2 separate regions of the Sus scrofa genome follow, and region 1 is linked to region 2. A link is a contact called in public Hi-C data. All regions are on one chromosome and are shown on one strand. Each heading gives the region's core, a stretch centred on a gene start, on an enhancer-like site or on the middle of the called end of the contact. The rest is flanking DNA. Distances are from core to core; before and after follow the strand shown.

What was found. A called contact is a pair of places that touch in the nucleus more often than the background predicts.
Region 1: a contact with region 2 is called in a Hi-C map of retroperitoneal adipose tissue, with 1.8 times the contacts expected there. The contact joins two enhancer-like sites. A contact is called at or near these places in 7 of 47 Hi-C or Micro-C datasets (embryonic fibroblasts, epiblast stem cells, heart right ventricle and 4 more) and 1 of 2 datasets of contacts at active chromatin or transcription factors (skeletal muscle).

The regions. Positions count from the first base shown.
Region 1 is chr16:65,230,587-65,236,024 of Sscrofa11.1, reverse strand. No RefSeq gene overlaps it. Among named protein-coding and RNA genes, the nearest start is that of CLINT1, 260 kb to the left of the region's middle. Within about 2 kb of position 2,539, at least 24 of the 83 cell types and tissues checked have an H3K27ac peak or open chromatin away from gene starts, as enhancers often do. A contact at or near this core is called in retroperitoneal adipose tissue, skeletal muscle and subcutaneous adipose tissue, where this site is marked.
Region 2 is chr16:64,642,207-64,647,742 of Sscrofa11.1, reverse strand. All of the region lies in intron 9 of EBF1 (transcription factor COE1), which reads right to left. Among named protein-coding and RNA genes, the nearest start is that of EBF1, 290 kb to the right of the region's middle. Within about 2 kb of position 3,837, at least 15 of the 83 cell types and tissues checked have an H3K27ac peak or open chromatin away from gene starts, as enhancers often do. A contact at or near this core is called in retroperitoneal adipose tissue, skeletal muscle and subcutaneous adipose tissue, where this site is marked.

The DNA of each region.
Region 1 (5,438 bases), core at 1,290-3,789, 590 kb before region 2:
ACCTGACCAAAAGGAGAGGAAAACCTCTGTGATGGAGAGGTGGCAGAAAAGCAAGGCAGGAGATTGAGATCATGGCTAGCAAGCTTTGAAGCAGGAGGGTTGAAGCAAGGGAGGCAGAGAGCAGAGCTGGGAAGGAAAAAAAGAAAAAAGAAAAAAGGAGAAGGAACGAGCAAAACACAATGCACTAGACAGCAAGGGAACAGGGAGAGAACCATTGAAAGAATGCTTACCTTAGAGCCGTAAAAACCGGAACGTGTGTATTTTGGCCTGTGGCCATTGTCCAGGAAACACAGTGTGGCTTTTAAGCAAATTGTGGAGAGGTTGTGTCCACACGTTAGTAGCTTGCCCTGGTCTGCTGGTTGGAAATGCAGCTGCTCTGAGCTGCCCACTTGTTGGCTGGCAGCCTGCTATTGGGAACATCAGAAGGAACCCACTGTCCACACCTAAGCTCATCCCCACTCGATTTATGGTGCTCTAAGTTCAGAGGCAGCAGCTTCTCTTCTAGGGCAATCACTTCCCTTAGCAGCCCAAAGAGTTGAGATGTTGATCCTGTGGGGTGACCTGCTTGCTGTCTCTTGGAAGATGTTTTTTGGTGGCACTGGTGCAGAAGTTGTAGAAGGACAGAGCGGGAGACATGTTAAAGGTAATATAGGATGGAAGTTAACAGAAGGGACCCTTGGGTCCTAGAGCCACGCTTTGGTTCCTAGTCTCCCACTTTACTGTGTAAAACAGCATATGTTTCTTAGCCTCTCTGAGCCCCAGTTACTCATCTATAAAATTGGGCTTATAATCATACCTATCTCCTAGGGTTCTGATATGGCTTAAATGAGATGATCCGTGGGACTAGTTGAATGTCTAGATCATTTTGATGCTCACTAAATGTTAGCTGTTCTTTTTGTTAACATTAAAGACCTGATAACTCTCTCTGTGTGTGTATGTGTTTTGTGTGTGTGTGTGTGTGTTTGTGTGTGTGTGTGTTTGGGGGATTACTTCTGAATGCAGAGTAAGGAGCTTAGATTTGAAGGTATTTTAGCAAGGGAATGTTCTGTGAAAATCATTGTTTGTGAAAATGGATACAGCAGTGACATGTGGGCAGCTTTGCGGAGTAAGAGAGACCATTCTGGTGACCACAGCATGCATGCGATGGTAGATGCCTGGACTAGGGATGGTGGGGTGCTGAAAAAAATGTAACAGGTATTTTGAGAGGCAGCCCAAGCCCCCAGACTTTGATGATTGGATGGACAGGTGGTAGGAGAGGGACATTTTCAGCCTGCTTCCAAGGTTTGGAGTCTAGAACAGGGGTCAGAAGGAGTGCTCAAGTGAAGAATGATTTTTTTTTTTTGCATTTTTAAAGGATTGTTAAAAAAATATTACAGAGAAAATATATGGTCTGCAAAGCTTAAAATATTTAATATTTAGACATTTATGGAAAGAGTTACTATATTCAGCCTAGAGTTTCAGAAGAAGATGCTGCCCCAGAAATCAGGTGGCCTGGAAGGATTTTGGACAAAATACAATGACCCCCCAGAAAATTAGAGCACTGGGACTAAAGCTGGCGTGATGGTCCTCTGAATAATATACAAATGTGTACACATATTCATTCCACAAATGTTTTTTGAATGTGGCTCAGCAGACAGACAGACCTGGTTAAATCCTGGCTGCATCTTCCTACAAGTGATCTCACCAAGTTATCAACCTCTGTGTGTCTCACTTTTTCCACTTGTAAAATGTAGATGATAATTATACTTACCTCCTGGATTTTTTTTTTTTTTTTGGAGGAATAACTGTGATAAGACATGTCAAGCATTTAGGTAGTGTCTGGTATATATGACATAATAAATATTAGGTTTTTATTTTTATTGCGAAGCTAAAAGCCTGGAAAATGGACATGAACATGGCAGATGTGAAAGAATAGCAAGAAAGCAAATATCTCTTGACATTATTATCATCAATATCATCACTCTTTTGCTGTGTTTAGAACTTGGGGCCCCAGTGTTCTCATTTGTAAAACATGTGGTTTGCTAAGATGCCTTCCGACTCCGTCCTTTCCATCTTTTGTCACTTTCTTCCTCCTTCCCATTTCCCTCTCTCCCCTCTATGCGGTTACAAACACGCCTAATTCCCTTTGACACTTCTGACAGCCAGGTCATCTCTTCCCCATCCTCTTTAAAAACCCCGGTCATGTAAGAGCTGATTCTATTTTCCCCTCATTCCGGGCGATCTCTCTTCCTTTTGCAGCCCCTCCCCCTCCAGGCGTTTCCAACAAAAGAGTCAGGTCATTTTTCATGCGGTATCAGCCAAATGTCAGCCTCCGAAGCATTTGTCCTTGTTTCTCTGAGTGTCGGAAGTTCTCCGTCTTCCCACTAGGACTTTCTGAGAGCATGGAGTGGATCCCAGAATTTCTAATCCTCCCTGCTGCAACCAAGCCTCTTCCCACACTCAGAGAAAAAGGATTGGGAGGGCGGGGGGAAGCGGGCCGGGCGGAGGAGCAAGGCATGCAGGCCGGCTGGCTGCCGCGCAGGGTCTGTGCTGGCTGGCACGCTGCGCCCTCGCCGGTTGCTTACCGCTGCCTTGAGAGTCCAGTCTCGGGAGAGAGATTAGGGTCATCAAGATAAGGCAGAGAATATTCAAACTGGAAGCAAAAAGGGGCTGTTTTTCCAATAGTAAGTAATCAGGGAACGGCAGGATGTAATTTGTAGATTAGGAAAGTGAACAAAGAACATAAAATTAACTTTATAGCGAAGAGGAGCGCAGTCTGTTTGAAGAAATAAACCTCCATAAAGTATTATTGTTGATAAAATCAGACTGTTGATTTAAACTCAGTAGGAAAGATGACCAAATCAGGGCGAGGAAGGGGGCTCAGTGGAAGCTGAGGCTGAAACTTCAGGAGGGGATGGGCTGAGAGACCAGATGTGGCACTGGTGTGTGCGCGCGCGTGCCTGTGCGTGTGCATGTGTGTTGAGCGAGAGATGTCTCGTCAAAGCAAGGTTGCCTGTGCCGAAGACATAGATAAGAGAGAAGATCCTTTCCAAGATGCCTAAACCGCCTTCATTTAGGGGTTGTGTTTATTTTAAACTCTGAGAACAGATACTAGGCTTTATCTTAGCCCATAGGCTGAAAAGTGATTGTCTTTATTTTAAAGTAGCATTGACTTCCAAGCAGGGATGACAGTATACATGCTATGTTCCTGCACACACCCAACTCCACTGCCCCCTATTTTTAATTCTCAAATACTGACAAAAGCTCACCAGAAACACCAGTTACTCTCTCCATGAACACCGGTACTGACCTGGGTACCAAAGCCAAAGAGTCCCAAGGTCATGCCTTTGATTCTAAGGAGATAATGGAGCAGGGCTTGTCCTGTTTATCACAGGCAGTTTGGCCAGATTAGAATAACATCCCTGCAGCGGCAGTGAGAAATCCAGCTCTGTGCTGTTAGTTGCCCTGTATTTCCCCATGTCAATCCTTCTTGGCTCCACATTGGTGAGTAGGGGACACTGATGTGGTTTTTGTTATCTTTAACCTGCTGAGATAGGACTCTTCCCAAGGACCGCGGTTCAGAGAAGCACCCCTGTGGAGCAATGTGTTCAAAAGGCTCTATTTCCCCCTCTAGGTCCTTTCTCCTCCCTTCTCTGTCCTTCTCTGACCCCTAGAAACCACATCCCAGGAATTCCTTATTTTCTGATTTTCTTTAAGTTTCAGTGAATGGGAGGCATCAGGAGGCTGGAGGGGAGAGAGAGAGGGCAGGGTTTAATTCCCTGGATACTCTCCCTGCCAGGCTGCAGGCTGGCATTGGCTTTCTCTACTGAAGTTCAGAGTACTCCTACAGGTATAGGTTGAGCCTCAGTTACAGGTTTCTCTGGGTTTGGGGCCCTGGCCTCGTCCCTTCAGGTATAGGGTAGGCCTGCCCTCCCTGTAGTTGCTATGTCTGGACAGCCTGACCAGCCTTTTTTGCCTTCATTAAAATGTGTCCTCACATATAACAATCCCTTCATGATGCCCTACCCTAATGCCTCTACTTGAGTGTGCATTTCTTGTAGGACCCTAGTGGATACAGTGATGCAGAGCTTCTTACCTGGAAACCAGAAGGCCTGGGTCATTACAAGTCATTGGGCAAGTTGCTTCTACTTACTGGTCAGGTTCTTCCTCTGTGAAATGGACATGATGGTAAGGTCATCCCTGAGCTAAAACATGTTAAGATTCTGTTTCTGCTGGTGGTGTAGTGGGCAGGGCTTTGGAGGAAAAAGAAATATGGGTTTGAATCCTGGTTTTGACACTTTCTAGGTGTGTGGCCTTGGCTAAGTCTTAATCTCCTTGAATCTTGATTGGCATCATCAAACAGAGACGATAACCCTTCCCTTGCAAGATGAGTGGGGGATTAAATAAAATTACATGTATGAAAGCAGCTAACGTAGTGTTCATAGCATGGGAGGCATCCAGTCCATGTTAGTGCCTTTCTCTTCTTTCTTGGATTTCTTGGGGGGTAAATGCCTGAGCATGAGGGGAAAGACATTTGTAGATTCTGAAGGTTTCCATTCTTTCCACTCTAATTCTATTTATTTTTATTTGCTGACATCTCAGCTCACAGACTCCCATTCATTTATCCTCTCCAATCTGTCTGGTTCTTGAAGATTTCTCCCTGGAACCAGTCCTTTAAAAAGAAGGCAGACCTGTATTTAGCTGGAAGGAGAGAACCAGAAGAAGCAGGCTTGGGCACTGTGCCACTCGCTCGCCTGGTATTCTGACCAGAACAGGAATTTCTTTCAGCTCAGATCTCTCTGGGGCAGCTGACACATTTCAGGGACCTTCCCTTTCCTTCTTTATGCAGTTGTCACCTTTATAGCTGGAGGGTTGGGCCTCTGATTTTTCATGATAATTGCTTATAGATTTTAGGACAAAAAGAGTTCTCATCCAACCAAACCCATAGTCCTGTGCAACCTCAAGCTTGCCATAAGTGATTTTTGCACAGAGATTTTTTTAAAAAAGTATATAGAGTGGGACTTTTGAAATTCTTGCTTGAAGTTTCAGTGGTTAAGCATGCGACCCGCCACAGATAGATCCAGCTGTGGATAAAACTGCCTGAAAGGAAGTTTATCAGCAGTTTCTTCCATTCATTCTCAATGTCCTCTTTTTTCATTTCAGCATCTCAGTCTTCAGACACTCAACATCTATAATTGCCCACAGTTGACCAAAGATCCTTTGGCCAGATCTTTACCAGCATCAAAGAGACCTTCATAATTCTTCCCTTATTGAATATAAACACGTCTTATATCTGTCACTGCCCGTTGAATGCTCTCAAATATGTGATAATGTGATCCATTTTTCTATCTATCCATCCATTCATCCACCCACCCATCTCCTCAGCCAGTTGATAAATTTTGATTGAGATCTTCTTATGTACAAAATGTGATGGCAAGCTTTCTATAATAATTTTTAAA
Region 2 (5,536 bases), core at 2,588-5,087:
AAGCTCTGTTGTATCTCTCCACTGGGAAGATTGGAAAATCAAAAGAAATCATGGGTTATCCCACTGAGAGAGAGGGATGGGAACAGGATGTCACTAGCATTTAGTACCTGGAAGTCAAGGATGCTAAGTACCCAATAATGCATGAGATAGTCTGCCAAATGAAAAACCCTAAAATGTCAAGAATGCAATATAGAAAACACTGACTAGCTAAATGGATCAGGCCCAAGAGCAGTTGTTAGGAACAGATCCACAGAGGCCAAGGCAAAAAACACAAATTAATACAGTAGCGCAGGGTCTCGGAATAAGCATGAGATGGATGGCTGGCTGCTGAGACTGAACAGGGAAGGCTCCAGCCTGCGGTATCTCCACATAAATGCAGGCCACTGTGATCTGGTCTTCTAATCTTTTGAAAGAAGCCAGGAACCCAGAATTTTATGTGAAATGTCTCAATCTTTAAATGCTGGCAACTAATTCAATTTTTTTAATGTGTAGGCTAAAAAAAGTTCATGGACTTAGATATAACTCATAGGTCACCATCTTACATTTTTACCCTAGTCATTAACAAACTTGCTGGAATGAAAGCAGCCCAAGAATTACTTGCTAATGCGCCTAAAACTACTGGTACCCAAATTTCACTGCAGTATTGACACTAAAAAGTTCAAGAGTCTAAGTGCCCCCCAATAAGGGAGTGGTTAAATAAATTATGGTACAACTATGAGATATACAGAGTGTCATTAGAATGGATGAAAAAAATTCTATAAACTGATGTGGAAAGGTGTCAAAGTCTGTTAGTAAGTAAAAAAAGCGAGCTACAGAATAATGAATAGCATGATCCTATTAAATCAAAAAATGACACAAATGAGACTGTATGCATGAGTGTGAGAAGGTGTGATAGACAAAGGTCTGGAAGGATAGACACCAACTGTCCCCAGTAGGTCCATAGGAAAAAGGAAGGTGACTAGAATGAGGTTGAAAGAGAAGAGAGACTGTTAAATTTCCTACGAACTATATCTGTATGGTTGGAATTTTTCCAATGGGCACATAATAAGCTAATACATTTTAATGAAAAATAAATTGTAGCAGAGGATCTCATTCTGTGAGAGATACAGGTTGTAGTTTTTAGAGCAAATAACTGATACTAATTTTTTAAAAAACTGGATGGATGTGCTAACAAACCCTAAGCCTCCCCTTCCCTCTTCTTTTTGGGAATGTTTTCTCTGAGCTCAGAGGAAGTCTGCAGCTGCCCAGGACTTGTTTTTCTTTCACTCAAGATATCCAGGGAGATGCAGAGGGAAGATAGTTTCTAACAGTCACAGTGGCTGTTTTCAGTGAAATCTGAAGATGAACAGATTCACGAAAGAGTTCAATCCAGCCCAGGAGTGTAATAATCAATACAATCCTATCTCCAAGAAAATATTATGCAATGGAGAAGGGGGTGGATTTGAATACAAAACCACTTTTACCCGCCAAATCTTGATTTAATTAATAAAAGATTCTCCCTCACCAATGAATTTTCACACTGTGGGTATCCCCAAGGACAGAAGCCAATTCCTGGTTCTAAATCTCATTAAAAATAAAACTTTGGGTTGGTTTTTCTTTCTTTTCTCTTTTTTAACCTCTCCTCCCACCCCCATCAGCCACCCAAGTAAAGGAGATTCCCCCCCTTCCAACTACGACAATAGCATGATTACACCGCCACAGTTTAGCATAATGGCTCTGAAATGCTCGTGGCACATGGCAGAGTTAAAGTGGAAATTATTAGGTAGCTCTTCTTTGTTATAATAATGATCACTCCACAAATAAAAGCTCTTCTCCCAAAGGTACTGCAAGGCACAAAATGCTAATTCTGAAGATTATGTGTGCGCTTTTATTAAATATTACTATGCCCTGCCTGTTTGAGGGCTCCTCTGCTCTGATTGTTTTCTGAGTACCATGTTAATGTCATTCCCATCTTGCAAGCAGCAGGCACACATTTTAGCGTTTGTATGAGAGTTGATCAAAGGCCACGTGCTGGGGGAATTGCTGAGAAAACACGGACAAGCGATAAAAATCTAACAGATTAATTGGTTTAAATTTCATTTCAGGGTGTTGAACTTTGGCTCGGGACGCTAATACTACACTGTGAGTCAGGGCCTAATTACCAGATTTCCAATTTGCTTCTGCACAATGGTTGTGGTGAAAAGGAAAAGAGAGGGAAGAATGAGGAAAAGAGAAAAAAAAAAGGTGAAAGAAAGAAATCATTCAGCTTCCAGTACATATTAAACAACTAATGTTCCGTGTGCAGACAATTGCACCCGGGGACAATTCTATCACCGGCCCTACCTCCAAAGCATTTATATTTCTTTCCACTGGCCACGGAAGGCAGAAGAAATCATGGATGGCCTCAGCAGCTGGAAATTTTCTGATTCACAGAATCAGTGTTACAAGATTCGAGGGCTGGCTCACCCATATTGGAAGTACCAGGCTCTTTATTAGTGAGGTGAATTTATAAGCTGGAATCACACCTCAGCCTCCAATAGAAATGATCTATTTCATTGAGAGAAAGCAAAGGCCAGGAGAGCCCTGTTTACCTCGGGGTTTATGGGTGGCCTTGGGAATAAGGGTTAATTGAGCTCAGAGGTGCCTGCCCATTGAGGTGAATTAGTGGTGTGTGCAGCTATCAGCAGGGTCCTGGGGCTGCTCTTACTTCTGCCTCTGCAATCTCTTTGTGCTGTGATCAATACCACACTTGTTGGGGGTAGCTGTCCAGATGACCCAGGTGTAGCATTTATCATCTCTTATCCCCCAAATGAGGCCTTTGTGACAGCTGATGTCCCATTATGGAAACCTCCTTAGTCATGTGCTGTTTGGCTCTTTTCTCCATTCCTGTATTTAAATACCATGGGGAAGCAACACTCAATCTGTTGGTCAAAGGCACAGATTTAGAAATGTTCAAATCCCATTCTAAATCTTGACATTCCACTTAAGTGTATACAGGGTAATTTTCCATTTCTGTTATGCATGGTACATGAAAAAAAAAAAAGTGGAAACCCTCCTTTTCCAGAATTCTATTAACCAGAACTCTCTATGCGTGAGCATTTCTACAGAGCAGGTACTAATGCTTACAGGGGAGGAGAAGATGCCGACACCGGCCCTTACTGGCTTCTGAGTAAAGACAGAAAGATGCAGTTGTGTGAAGCTGACTTTCACAATCAGAGTATGAGCACATCTGAAAACGGGCAAGAGCTCCAGCTGTCAAATTCCACATCTGCCACACAGGGCAACCCTGAAGCAGTCATTTACTCTCTCTAAGCAGTAGTGCCCATATAGGTACCCACTTCATAGACCCCAGACAAATTTCACAAAGTGCCTACTTGGGTTTTGCTGTTTCACTATGGGCCAGGCACATAGGATGCTAGTTGCTACTATAATAATTATTGTCAGCATCAGTTCCCCATTAACCAGAGTTTATTTATCTACTAGAATACACCATAGTCTCACTATTTCAGGTCATGTAGTATATTGCAAAACTTTCATAGGAACTGCCAATTCAGCAACTTGCTAACATAGCTAAGTTTACTGAAGAGGTGGATTTGGCCTCAGTATTTACAAAGTAGAATGTTTGGCGGGGGGGGGGGGGGGGGGGAGTTCTCATTTGCCTGGAATGAATATTAATAGCAATCTTTTCAAAAATGAGGAATTAACTTTAATGTTATTGTCCCAAATTCTGGAGACTTGGCAGAAAATGTTGAGAAACCCATGAGCTCAGCTCATTTCTTTGGGACACTTGTGACCTCATAAAATCTCAGGCCTTTCACCCTTGTTATCTACTTGATTTGGTGAGGCCGTGCTTGGGAGCAAGCCTGTTTCACAGACTAATAGGGACACAAAGCACCCCCACTTGGACTCAGCGCACAGAATGTGCCCTTCCTGTTTAATCGGAACTATTGTTTTTGCTGTGGGTTTTTTTTTTTTTCTAAGTGAAATGATGACTTTCCTGACTGCTCTCAGCAGCAACACCTGCATTCTTTGATCCTAACAACTGGTAGCTACTGGCCAGGAAAGGGGGCAAACGGAGGGTGTGACCCTACAGGAAGCCTAGCCCTGTATATTTTCACCACGCACAGGAGGTAGATCTACTCTGAGCTCACCCACCCACCCGGCAACTGGAAGCCTTAGAAACCAGTAGCAGTTATGTCTGACCTGAACCCTAGACCATAGGATACAAACTTCACTTTCAGAATGCTAACCTCACCACAGACTCCTAATCGGCTAATAAACAGATGAATACACCTATTTGACTGTTTCCTCACTCACAAGGAAGCAGTCTTTGTGATGGTTATGCTCTTACTTTTAACTTTAGTTACCAGATTTATTTCTGCCTTCCTTTATTTTCTCTAGTAATTGCTCCATGAAGTTAAGCATTTGATTGTTTATAAGGGTTTTATTTAGCTTGGTTTGGTTACTTGTCTGCATTTACGGCCCCATCCACTAGCACGTCTAGATATTACATGGGGGGAGAAAAAAACAAAACAACATGTGCTATGGATGCAAAGCAGCCTTTCTCTCTCTCTCTCTCTCCCCCTGTATGTGTGTTTGTGTGTGATGGTGTGTTTGTCACCTTGACGAGTAATGTAACCCATGATTTAGGTATTTCTCAACCCCAGATGCAATTAAACCTCTTAAATATTAAACGAGAAAATCAAAATTTTCAAGGGTTTTGCATCCTTTATTCCAAAGTGATTTCATTTGGCAAGAAAGCCCTTTGCTTTGACAACATTCATGGCTCTCAGAGAAAACAAGAAAAGGAAAATTCATAGTTGAGAGAAGGAAACATAGATCCAGTATCCATCTATGTTAAGGCAGAGTTCACCTAGCAGGGCTATCTAGGTGTCTATAAACAGCACCACGGCTCAGTTCCAAACAATGCCTTTTGCTAAAGTCAGATCCAGCTCAAATGCTATCTACCTCCTGTTTATTCTTCAGATTTCTTATTCTATTCTGAACGAGCAAAATTCCTCTACACTCATGGGACACAGATCTGAACAAGGGAAGGACAGAAATTCTGGTGTGACAACCTGGTAACCCAACCATTCCAGGACAAGCACTTTTGGATTTCTGAGTTTGTCTATCTGAGAGCCAGAACTCTGTGCAGGTTTACTGCACAGAGTTATTTAACAATTTAGCAGTGAAAAATCTTGACATTTTGATGTACCTGTAACTTCTAAATTGCACTTTAAAGACTTACTGAAGGCTTTTTGATTTAATGACACGCAACACAGCATTGTTTCATAATATGCAAAAATTGTTTGTTAAAAACACTTCGGGAGCTCAGAATTTTATAAATCCAAGCAGTGAGAATGTACTCACCAATTCAAGTTTGATTTGCCAAATCCACAATTAAAATGTACAAAATATTAATCCTAGAGCAGCTAGCAAATGATGCCATCAGTTTCTTTCTTTCTTTTTTTCTTTTTTTTTTTTTTTTTGTCTTGTTCTATGATTGTCAGCCACTCCTTTGCAAAGCAATGGAGAAAATTATTGTGGAGGGTGGGAG